3 separate regions of the Pan troglodytes genome follow, and all the other regions are linked to region 1. The links are chromatin contacts, called in public Hi-C maps. All regions are on one chromosome and are shown on one strand. The core of a region is the stretch at or near the end of the contact, and the rest is flanking DNA. Distances in the headings are between cores, read along the strand shown. Region 1 has its middle 190 kb from the start of BCL2L11. Region 2 holds the start of BCL2L11 (BCL2 like 11). Region 3 overlaps LOC134807861 (a long non-coding RNA gene).

Region 1 (3,734 bases), core at 321-2,820:
GGTAGACAGCAAATAGTGGACACATTTATTTTAGGGAAAAGAATCATTAGAGTGTGTATTCTTCCAGTCGTGCAGTCATTAATTTAACTATCATAATGCAAATATTTAAAAAGGAAGAAAATTAACATTTAGTGAGTGCCTACTGCATGTTTTATATCTTTGATTCTTCCTGGGTTTACAAAAAGTATCTCTGAAGTCTTGTAGTGTGTCCACTGAGTTTCTCTAGTTTCACTAGCCTCCGGACAGAAGAGCTCCAGGCAGCACAGCAGTCACCTTCTGCTCCCTGTCCTGGCCGCTCCTGTCGGGAGAGAAGGCTGGGGCGCTGTGGGGCACTGACTACAGGTCTGTGCCGGAGTTCCCCAGTGATGCTGGCTGTAAGTAATGAGCGTGGTCTGCTGGGCCTTCCCTGCAAAGTTGGCTCAGAGCCAGCACCCTCTCCCTGCCCTCACCGGTGTGGCTCCTATGGGGAAACAGAGTCAGAGCTGAATGCAGGAAAACCTCTCAGTGAGGGCAGAAAATGAAGTTCACCTGGCCAGCCCAGACACCCAACAAACAAACCAAAAACAAAATATAAGCAAATAAACAATAAATAAATGCCAAGCACCATGTGAAACATTTGCATCTGCTGCTTCACAAACCTACGAGTGCAAAGTGTGGTATGTTAAGATGAGCAATTCTCACATCTCCATTTAGACAACAGAATTTACCAAACTGCAAGAAAAACTGACCTCCAGATGTTACCGTCACCTGATGCATATTGAATGAGCTCAAAACAAGCTTCTGAATTTGGAATCATCCTTCTCAAATTGATGGAGAAAGTGACAAAGGTGGAGGCATTTCTGTGGGTGTGGAGGGTGCCGAGAGCCAGATGTGGCTTCTTGCAGGGACACAGACCTGCCTCCAAGACAAAGTATTCATTTGGTGGCCCCGGGGGCCCCTTCTCAGGAGTAGTTAATAATATTAACAACTCCAACACTTCGTGAAATTATTTAGGTAATTAGCAAATAAAGATTACACCTCTAATTTCTTCTTTAAATTCTGATTTGGGGCCCTAGACTCAAAAAAAAAAAATTGAGGCATTCGTAAGTCGAAGTTTTACCACTATGAGAGTTAGCATTTACTAGTGTGGAGAAAAAAAATCAGATAAAGAAATTGCACTAGAAAGTGAAATTGGATTTTTAAAAAAATCAATGAAGTAACCAGGCTATTAAAATGGAAAATAAGTCTGATGTCATTCTGAAAAATAAGGGAGTGAGTCACCTGCAGAGCCACTTAATTAAGCACAGGAAGTAACAGGAGAGCTTGAGTAATTTTCCCCGTTAATGTCAGTATTTCAAAATGAGTGAGGCGTTAGGCCACTCTCTTTTAATCTGAGAGCTAAATCAGCTCTTTTGCCCTCAGGACATCTTGAGACATTTGAAGTTGATGAAGAGCAAAAAGGAATGTATTAAAAATTATCCCAACTGCACTCAAACAAGGAGAAAACTAAGCTTTCTACTTTAGGTCCCCGGGGCGTGGAGTGATGGAGGCCGGGGAGCAGGCGCTGGGAGCAGGCGCTGGGAGCCTGGGGCTGGAACGCTCTCCATACGGAGCGGGGGAGGCAGCCTAAGGGGGCACCGTCACAGTGGTCATAGGGAATGTCAGCAGAGGTCTTCCCAGGCTCCTGGGGATTGCAGTAATTTTCATTTCTGGCCTGTAGCAGCTGAGAGGGGTGGCTTCTGTGTTTGGGTTTTCACAGAAGTGATGTGGGACATTTGAGCACCTTGAAAGAAAGAGTCCGTTCTCCTTCCTGTCAATGCGGGGTCATGTGGGGCCTGGCTGGCCTCCCCTCCTGCCTCCACCAGCCAGAGCGCCCTGGCTTCATCTCCCCAGCCAGGACACTAGGTCTGGGGCGCTCTCCCAAACAGCAGTATAGAAATGCCCCAGGCCTGCCCCAGGCCCACCCCAGGGAAGCGTGGGGACTGTCCCAAGGTGCGCTTGGGGGCTCTGAGTCTCAGTCCTCTCCACCAAAGTGAAGGAGGCTCCTGAGGTTCCTGCTGGATCCCAAACTAGAGCAGGCTCTGACAAGGAGGACCAGGGCTGTCCCCTGAGGCCTCGTGTTTACAGCATTCCATTGTCTTCCATCCATCAGGGCCATCATCATCAAAGGCCTGTTCCTCTCCACTGCTGGGATTAGCATAGTTTGCACCTATGTCTTTTGGTGTTGGTTGGTTGGTTGTTTTCTGTCTACTATTATTATTTAACTTTGCTGAAATTCGGGATCTTTAATCCCTACATCTGGCCTGGTTTCCATAAGGGCTTGTTTGGAGAACCAAGCCCACGGGGGTGTGAGTGCCTGCGAAACACAGAAAGAAGCCGAGACCCAGGACTGAAGACTCGAGACTGCTTTGGGCGTGTGGAGTTTGCATCCCTGATGAGTAAGTCAGTCTGTTCTGAATGATCCAAGCTTAATTCGTGGTTAAAAACAAACACTGGCCACAACCAGGCAGCTCTAGGTTTTAGACAGCACCCTAAACCCCAAGGGCCACCAGACACTTTCCCAATATTAACCACCAAGAGTGAAAAGTGCATAATGCTCAGTCTGCAAAGTTAACTTCATCAGAAATGATTCTCCCTCCCAGGTAGTTCTTTCTTACTTCATCTTGAAATTGGCAATGTAGCGCTGGGTTTTTACTCTAACTTTTAAAATGTTTCTCGTTCTCCTCCATCCCACCCCAAATAGAATCGCTTGATAAAAACAAAGCAAATTAATATTTGGTGTTCACGTTTTTAACCAATCAGCCAACTGAGAACCAGGTGGGCTAATCCTAATCCCTTTTTGAGGATTGTCCTGAAGGCCAGAGGCCAGGTGTGGCCTCCAGCCTCAGGCACCCACAGACTTTCAAGAGGCCTCTTCCTGAGGTCCTCTCTCCCTACTTGAACAAATTCTCCTCCCACATGAGATGACACATCTGACAGTCACCCAGCTGCTTGATGTATGCAGGTCAAGCTGTGAACTGGCTTTGAGTTCCAATCACCATTAGAAGGTAAATTCACTGACTTGAAAGCTTACTGATGTCATGGAGTCATAATCAAAGATCTCTTTGAAGTGGAAGTTGGTCAGTCATTGCAGGAGGAGGTAAGAAGGGGTGAGATAAAAACTCAGGCAGCTGAAACCATTACCCCCTGGGGGAGCAATCCCCAGCCCTCAATTCTGAATCCCCAGTAAGGCCTCTCCCCAGTGCCAGCAAGCCTACCTTTCCTTAGCCATCCCCATTCATATCCTCATCTGGTTCTGCCTCACCAAGGGGGACTGCTGTTCAAATCCTGGCTGAGCTGCTCACCGGCCTTATGCCCCTGCCCTGGGGAAGGCCAATGCTTGGCTGCTTGCTCACCTACTAAACAAGAACCCTCTGAGTGTTGGTGCATTTCCCTCGGTGAAGGGTTTGGCTTGGAGTCAGGGTCTTCTCTCCCTCTCCTGATTGCGAGTCTGGCCGGACCCTTGCCTGGGTAAATACGCATGCTTTACCCTCACCTGCCCCCGACATCCCACCCACCTGCCCTTCTCTGCCCCCTGGGCCTGCCCCATCCCTTGGCTTCCTGCCCTGCCTTTGACCTGGCACCAGCACAATGTGCAGGTTGCTGAGACCAGGAACAGGTTCATGCCAGGAGAGTCGTTTCCTGACCCAACGATCAGCTGCATGAGAAGGGGTGACATCATCGAACTTCCACGGTCACTCTGCCCCAGAGCCCCT
Region 2 (3,734 bases), core at 871-3,370, 190 kb before region 1:
GCGTCCCCTGCGAAGGAGGTGACCTAAAACCCATGGGCCCTTCTCACACTGCGTTCTCTGCGCTCCGGCCCAGTTCCGGGAGGACCTCCCGACGGCGCGGGAGAAGGCTGTAAGGGCTCTTGGCCCCCGACGCGGCCTGGGTCTCGGGGGACGCATGAACCCGCCACCTCTGGCCGGCTTCCTTTTAGTGCCCCAAATAGCAGCGCTTAGCCCGTTGCTTCCCCCGACTCTTGTTTTTCAAAGTGTTCACAGGGTCGCGAGAGCGAGCGACGCGGGGGCGGCGAGGCTGCAAGGCTGCACAGGAACAGACGACAAGAAATAGGGCTTTCTTCTGCGTGGTTCTTTTCCGGTCCCTGTCTGAGTCGCCCGACCCCGCGGGGAGCGCGGAGCATTGCGGCGTGCGGCGGGCTTCGGGCTCTCAGCCCGCGCAGCAAGTTGTGTTGCTTTTCCCCGGGTGCGACGCGGGACGGCCGAAGAGCAAAGTTCGTCCGTGGTAGGAACTTCGAGGCCCGGTTAGGACAGATCTCCGGCCTCCGAATCTACTTAGCCGTGTCCACGCTCGTGCCTTTTCCCTCTTGCAGCGAAATAACTGGGCGGGGCCCGACGCGCGTCCTCCAGCGACTCCGGGAACCCAAGGCCTCCTTCACCTCGCTCAAAATTCACCCGAAAATGCGCTGAGACTTTGGCATGGGGCTGCGCTGTGTCCCACTGACGTTACAGAAGCGCTTATGAATTTAAAAACTGCTCCAGGTGGCCGGACGGCGGGACAACGCCTCCTCACTTGCTCCTCTACGGCAAGGCCCCTTCTTTCTCCCTGCCGGCTGCGGTGGTGGGTAGGGTGGTCCCTTTACAGAGTTTCCTTAATCCATCTAGCCTGACCTCACCTGCGGGATGTTCCATTTCCCGATCCACCTCCCACACCCCCGCTGCAGTTGTCTAGAAGCCGGGGCTGGGGGACTGAGGCGCGCGAGGAGCAGACAGGAGGGCCGGGGTTGGGGGCGCCAGCCACGCGTTGGGAGAGCAGACCCGGGTGCAGACTCAGAGGACTGGAGAGGCGGCATGGAGTTTGGTCTCCTGGGAGGTAGAGTGAGGTGCTGCGGCCTCCAGGGAGGAAAGGGATGGGTGGGGAGGGGAGGAGGGACGGGGTATTCTGCGCTCCCGCACCGCGGCCCGAACTCAGCTGTTCTGCCTTCACTGGCCTCAGCCAGTCGAGGGAGCTCCTACGAGGTTATCTGCGAGCCCAGCAAATCTTGGGGGTCCTAGCCAAATGCAGTGCGCAACGTTCTCTCTCACTTGGAGGCCGCCATTCACCTCGGTTTTTTTTTTCCTAAAAGGATTTTTTTTTCTGAGTGCTTTTTTCATTTCCCTATTTTACCTGCTCTGCACATGCCTCCCGCCCTCACCCGGGAGGCGGCGAAGACGCCCACTGGGACCGTGCCTGGCCGTTTTCTGGGCGCGTCCTGCCCCCACGGCCTCTGTCTCTTAGGGAGACTGGGAGCGGAAGAAAAGCTGGAGAGCCCCTGCGGGGTGGCAGGAGGAGGGTGCCTGAGTCCCGCGAGAGGCCCGGGCGAGGAAGATGCGCAGCCTGCTGATCCGCGTCCCGCCCGGCGCCAGGGACCCTCAGAGGGAGGAGAGCTCAAAGACCTCGCCCCGCGCCTTCGCGAGGACCAACCCAGTCCCCGCGCCTGCCCCAGAGCGGCTTAGAAACTCAGGGCACAGTGAGGGCGCAGGGCGCCTCCTGAGGCTTTACACCGCCGGCCGGGCCAGCGGAGGCTGTGACCGGAGCGCCCCCTCTGTGCCGCGCACGCCGCGGCCGCCGCCGGGTTGGGGTAGGGGAGCGGGAGGCTAGGGTACACTTCGGGGTGGGGGATGGGCGCGCACATGGCCGCCAGCAGGCAGCGTTACTCCGGTAAACACGCCAGGGACGGCGGCGCGCGCGGGAGGCAACCCAGCGGGGCAACCCCCGCCTTTACCTGTCCGAGCCTGCACGCGCCGGCGGCCGCTGCGCCGAGGGGGCGGAGCTTGCCAGCCCGCGCGCCGGGGCGGGACCTAGCGGGGGCGGGACCTAGCGGGGGCGGGGTCCGCAGTGATTGGGCGTAGGAGCGGGGCCGCCAGCCAGAGCTGGGCTGCAGGGCCGCGCAGGTTTCACTTCGCTCCGCGCAGCCGCCTGGTCTGCAGTTTGTTGGAGCTCTGCGTCCAGCGCCGCTGCCGCTGCCGCTGCTGCCGCCGCCGCCGCCGCTGCCGCCGCCGCCGCCGCCGCCGCTGCCGCCGCCGCCGCCACTACCACCACTTGATTCTTGCAGCCACTCTGCGAACCCTGCCACACTGCGATCGCATCATCGCGGTATTCGGTTCGCTGCGTTCCCGCCGCCACCGCCTCGGCGCCCTTCCCTTGGCCCTTGTTCCCCCAAATGTCTGACTCTGGCTCTCGGACTGAGAAACGCAAGGTAAATACCTCCAAATCCCGGGGCGCGGGCCTGGCACCGAAGGAAGACTAGCGCTGGAGCCCGAACGGCACCACCTACTGCCCGCTTCCCGTGCACGTGCGAGCGGAGACGCTTGCATTGGCGCCGCTTGTCGCCGGCGGGAGGTGGGGATCCGTGTGGATCGGGTTCCCTCTCGGGCAGGTTCTCTTTAAAGAAAAGTCGTTCACGCGGAACCTGCAGGCTCTTGGCCGAAGTGCGACTTGGGACGGGATGCTGCGCGCGGGCCTGGTGAAGGGTCGTAGGTCCGGGCAGGAGGAGAGGCAGCGCGTGCCTTTCGGCGCCGGCCCGGGAGCTGGGGACCTGCTCGTAGTATCGGGCTGTGCGCCCAGCTGGAAAGTCTCGCCGCCGGCTCCGGCGCCCTCAGAGTAGCGGCCGCGCAGTGTGAGGGTGTTTCGCGTCTTGGTTTTTTGGGGCGCGCGGGCCTGTTGCGGAGGATTTGCGGAACTGCGGTGGTGATTTAACTGACGAGACAGGGCTTTTCCTTTTACTCATTCAGGCCAAGGTTTCGGGGCCACTGCTGCGTTCGCTTTCTCAAGCGTACCTGGGGCCCCTGCTTGCTCTGCAGGAGTCCTGCGGACTGTGCCATCCGCACGATTCCCCGGCAGCGAGAAATCTAGGTCCTTCCCTGACCACCTGGACCGCGCAGGGGACTAGTCGCGGCCAGCAGAACCTGCTCGGTCCCTGGGCCGGGCTATCTTAGCGGCTCACGCATGCCCGAGCACACCCGACCCGGTTCGCGGTGCAGGCTGGCGGCGCCGTGCCCTCTGGGACCTGTTGCCCCAGGGTTGGCGCTGCTGGTGGAGGGCCCGACGGACGCCAGGGCGGAGGGTGTGAATTTACTCGATGGTCGCGGACGTACGCGTCCGTGGCCAGGGGTGGCTCTTCGGCTTTGACTCGTGTCTGCGGCGCACCAGGAGAGAGAGGAAGTTGTTGGAGGAGAATAATTGCCACAGCGGTGCCATAACGGCGGTGACGGCCGTTAGGGTCTGCCCCCGACGGGCCAAAACAAGGACAAGTGGCGAGGACTGGGCCTGGGGATGGCCCTGCGGGTCCGGGCGCGGCGCAAGTCCTGCTTTGTCTCCAGGTGACTGGCTGTCCAGGACGGCGGGAGCTGCTAAGGCTTGTGTCCGGAAGGAGCACAGGGATGGGCAGGGTAGCCGGGCCAGCCGGCCCTCAAATCCTCCGACGAAGCGGCAGCTGCCACGGCCACGGCCAGAGCAGCGCTCGGAGGCGAGTTTGTCAACAATC
Region 3 (3,734 bases), core at 318-2,817, 140 kb after region 1:
TTGCAGCTATGCCATGGAAGGTCCCTTAAACGCAAGACTCAGCATGGAAACCTCTTTCACTCCGGAATCCTTCTCCAGAACTTGGGTGAAGGTTCACACACTTACATCTACCCCCATGCTTCCCCAAAAGGGCTAAACCCAGAAAAGCCTTTCCTGGATGTCTAATTGGTGACAGCCTATTATGCCCAAGGGGTTTACTTTTCTCCAGGTGCAGAATAACAGAGGAGAGATTTGTTTACTCTCTCCCTTTTTTTTTTGACATTAACAACTTTGTTTAATGGCCTGGGAGCTTGAGCCGGTCAGATCCCTGGAGCAGGGTCCACACACTCAGCCCTGGACTTTCTCCCACCTATTCCAACCCAGCCTCACACTCCCATAACTGCATTCCTAGCCTTTTCTTCCCGTTTTTAACACTGTGCTTCACCTAGTAATCAACATAAAAACAAAGCAGATAGAAGGACAGGCCTAGGTCAGGCAACCGTCTGGGGTAATGCAGGTGTCACAGCCACAGGCCAGGCTTGACTGGCACAGGTCTGGGGAGCCTGGGGGCAGCCTGGGTGGGTGTGAATTAACAGCCTGGAGGTGGTGGGAGGGGGCATTCTGTGTGCCTCTGGGGAGGGGCGGAGGTGAGGTGTTCTCTTTGTCAGGGACCCTTGGATCTGCTGGGGACAGAGCCTGCCCAACTCCCTCCTAAGCAACTTCTGTTTCCTCTGCTCTCCCTTCCTGCAACCTGCACTCCTGCTTCCTGCCTGGCACTACCAACTGTGGGAAACCCAAGTAGGTGGCACCATAGTGGGGGGCAAAAGGCAAAGCCTTGGTTGGGTAGGGGGCATAACTCCAGGCCTAGTTCTGCGAGCCCTGACACAGAGGCAGGATGCTTACAGAGGAGACAAAAAAGCAACGCAGTGCCTCGAATAACAACTGGGGTGCCCCCACACTGCCACTGACAACTACCCCTCAATAACTAGTACACCCTAGTCTTTCTAGCTTCTGGGCACTCCTAGAAACCAGAGCTTCAAAACCCTTCAGTTCACACAGGCCAGGACTTGCTGAGGGCAGGGGGCGGGGGAGGAGGTGAGGGTTGCTTTCAGGAGTATCTGTTCTTGCTCCCATAATCTTGGAGTGGATCACAAAACTGAGTAAGTGTTGCTATGGTTATTAAAGTCATTCCTTTTAAAAAAGAGCAAAACATGGCAGATTTTCTTAACAACTTGTTCAAATGGCAACAGTCCCGGGTTGTAGCTAATTAAGTGTGCTAAAGATAAACACAAGATCGCACATTCCTATTAAGATTGTTTGCTCCTGGTTCTTTTACACACACACACACACCACTTTGAACATTCAGGGGAAATAATAAATTCTTATGCACTCAGCATGAGGAGTAAAGAAGAAAAATATATTTTCCATAGAAATCGCCTTACTTCACCTCCTTTAAATTCTACAACTTGCTTCAGGACAAATAAAGAGGAAACTACTGGAATGTGTGAGCAGGCCCCACTAGCTCTGAAGGCAGAGGCCTCAGCAGGAGGTGAGCAGCTGCAGAGAGGCTCAGGCAGGCGGCCCTGGGCAGCCTCATTTCTTTATTAACACCACCACCTACAGGGACTGCTTTGAATAGGATGGTGTGGTGTGGCCCATAAAGCCTTGCAAGAAAAACAACATTCAGAACAATTGCACCACATTTTTTTTTTCAACTTCCTGTTTATTAGTATTTTATCTAAGAGCAGAACAAAAGTCTGTATAAATGGGAGAAAATAAAACAAATGAATGCACTGTTAAGGCCTATTCACAATGCACACATACAACAACTTGTCAAGTGCATTATGTCCTTTAATTGAACCCACCTCAGACCTTCAAATGTCTCTGATGACAGAGATCAAGAGGAAATAAATGGAATTTGTTATAAGAATTATATATAATTAATTTTTAAAAAAATAAGTAAATGGGCTTGTTTTCGGCACAACTGTATGACAGTATTCCTTGCTACACTGTACAAGTCAACATCTTATCAGTAAGAATTTGTATTTTGCTAGAAATACGCATGAATATCATGAAAATGCAAATGTCCCCCTAATGTTTGGTGCAGAGCTTGATTGTGTAAGAAAAGGAAGAAAGTATGTGGTCAAGGTGTGGGCAACCTTTGAGGTTCTCAGCCTAAGAGGTGGACAAAGGGCTGGTGACGCCTCCACTGGAATCCTTCCAGCGAAGTCATGAGGTCATTACGAAATTGTTAGTGATGTCTGTGAACTCTGCTTTTCTTCCTTAACCTGCCGGCCATGTTGTTCTTTGGGCTTCTTCTCTGCCTACTTTTCGAAAGGCTCAGGGCCAATGAGACGGAATGAATGAGTGGCCACAGGGCTTCCAGTGTTGACCTTGATGGCCACATTTTCTCTTGAAAGCAGCCCGTACAGTCTGTTTTTGTGGATACTTGTGAATCAAAGGGCTGGGCCTTGGCACAGTTCCCTAGGACCCTTGCTCTTTTTTATCTATGGTTATAAATACCACTGAGTCTCATTTATTTTGAGTAGTTTTAACGTCATGTTTCCCTATTTGAGAAGGACACCTAGACATTTGGGATTATCAACTTGGGGAATTGCCTAAGATTTTTTTTCTATGCCCTAGTAATCAGGAATTTTGTTATTATTTACCCTCCATATCTCAGTCTCCTATGACATTAGCGCGTATGGCCTTGTCTAATTATTCCTGATACCTATTACCTCGTTCACATGAAAATAAGAAGTCAATAAGAAGAGGCCTCCTCTTGTATAGCGTAACAAGAAACATATCTGCAGATAGAGACGGCATAAATCAAAGCTGAAATGTGAACTTAGCACTGGTCAAGACCAGTTAAGCTAATCAGAAACAGATTGCAAATGCTCTAGCAGAACAAATACTGTCTTTCTAAATGGCCGAAAGTGCTGTGAGGGATTAAAACTGAACAGAACAATCACAACAAACAACAAAGGTCACCAAATAATAAAGCAGCCATCATTTGTGTGCTGGTAGTAAACACTCTGAGAACTCACTGCATGTGTCTTGGACATGGGAGATGAAGAAATGTGGGGTTGGTTTTGTTTTGCCAAGGGGCATTGATTAACCCTAACCAGCAGTCAGATCTAGGAAGGGGACCCTTCCTGGAGAGAACGTCTCTATGGAATTCATTTTTTATTTTTTGGTAATTTTTTTAATTGACAAAAACTCTATTACATTTACTGTGTAACATGATGTTTGGAAATAAGCATTAAGGAATGGCTCAACTGAGCTAATTCACATATACTTATCTTTTATGGTGAAGACAATTAAAATTTACTCTCAATAATTTCAGAATACAATACATTGCTATTAACTAGAGTCACATGTTGTACAGTAGATCTCTTAAGTTTATTTCGCCTATCTATCTGAACTTTTGTATCCTTTGAACAATATCTCCCCATTACCCTATCCCTGCCAATGCCTGGTAACCACGATTCGACTCTCTACTTCTGTAAGTTCAACTTTTTTCTATATCACGTATAAGTGAGATCATGTGTTGTCTTTCTGTGCCTAATTTATTTCACTTAACATGATGTCCTCCAGGTTCATCCATGTTGTTGCAAATGTCAGGATTTCCTCATTTTAAAAGCTGAATAGTATTCCATTGTGTATATACGTGTGTGTGCTGCATTTCTTTATCCACTCATCCACTCATGGACACTTAGGCTGGCCCTGTGGCATTCTTGACTGGCAAACATAGA

Evidence for each region. Hi-C and Micro-C count contacts between places; a contact is called where the count stands out from the background.
Region 2: a contact with region 1 is called in a Hi-C map of stem cell-derived neural progenitor cells, with 3 times the contacts expected there. The contact joins the promoter of BCL2L11 here to the enhancer-like site in region 1. A contact is called at or near these places in 1 of 7 Hi-C or Micro-C datasets (stem cell-derived neural progenitor cells) and 1 of 1 datasets of contacts at active chromatin or transcription factors (stem cell-derived excitatory neurons).
Region 3: a contact with region 1 is called in a Hi-C map of stem cell-derived neural progenitor cells, with 2.8 times the contacts expected there. The contact joins two enhancer-like sites. A contact is called at or near these places in 2 of 7 Hi-C or Micro-C datasets (blood and stem cell-derived neural progenitor cells).

Annotation. Positions count from the first base shown.
Region 1 is chr12:11,910,302-11,914,035 of NHGRI_mPanTro3-v2.0_pri, reverse strand. No RefSeq gene overlaps it. Among named protein-coding and RNA genes, the nearest start is that of BCL2L11, 190 kb to the left of the region's middle. Within about 2 kb of position 1,570, at least 7 of the 24 cell types and tissues checked have an H3K27ac peak or open chromatin away from gene starts, as enhancers often do. A contact at or near this core is called in stem cell-derived excitatory neurons and stem cell-derived neural progenitor cells, where this site is marked.
Region 2 is chr12:12,103,250-12,106,983 of NHGRI_mPanTro3-v2.0_pri, reverse strand. It overlaps BCL2L11 (BCL2 like 11), which reads left to right and starts at 2,120. Exons shown (of 4, transcript XM_009443098.5): 1 at 2,120-2,447.
Region 3 is chr12:11,771,349-11,775,082 of NHGRI_mPanTro3-v2.0_pri, reverse strand. All of the region lies in intron 1 of LOC134807861 (a long non-coding RNA gene), which reads right to left. Among named protein-coding and RNA genes, the nearest start is that of BCL2L11, 330 kb to the left of the region's middle. Within about 2 kb of position 1,567, at least 6 of the 24 cell types and tissues checked have an H3K27ac peak or open chromatin away from gene starts, as enhancers often do. A contact at or near this core is called in stem cell-derived neural progenitor cells, where this site is marked.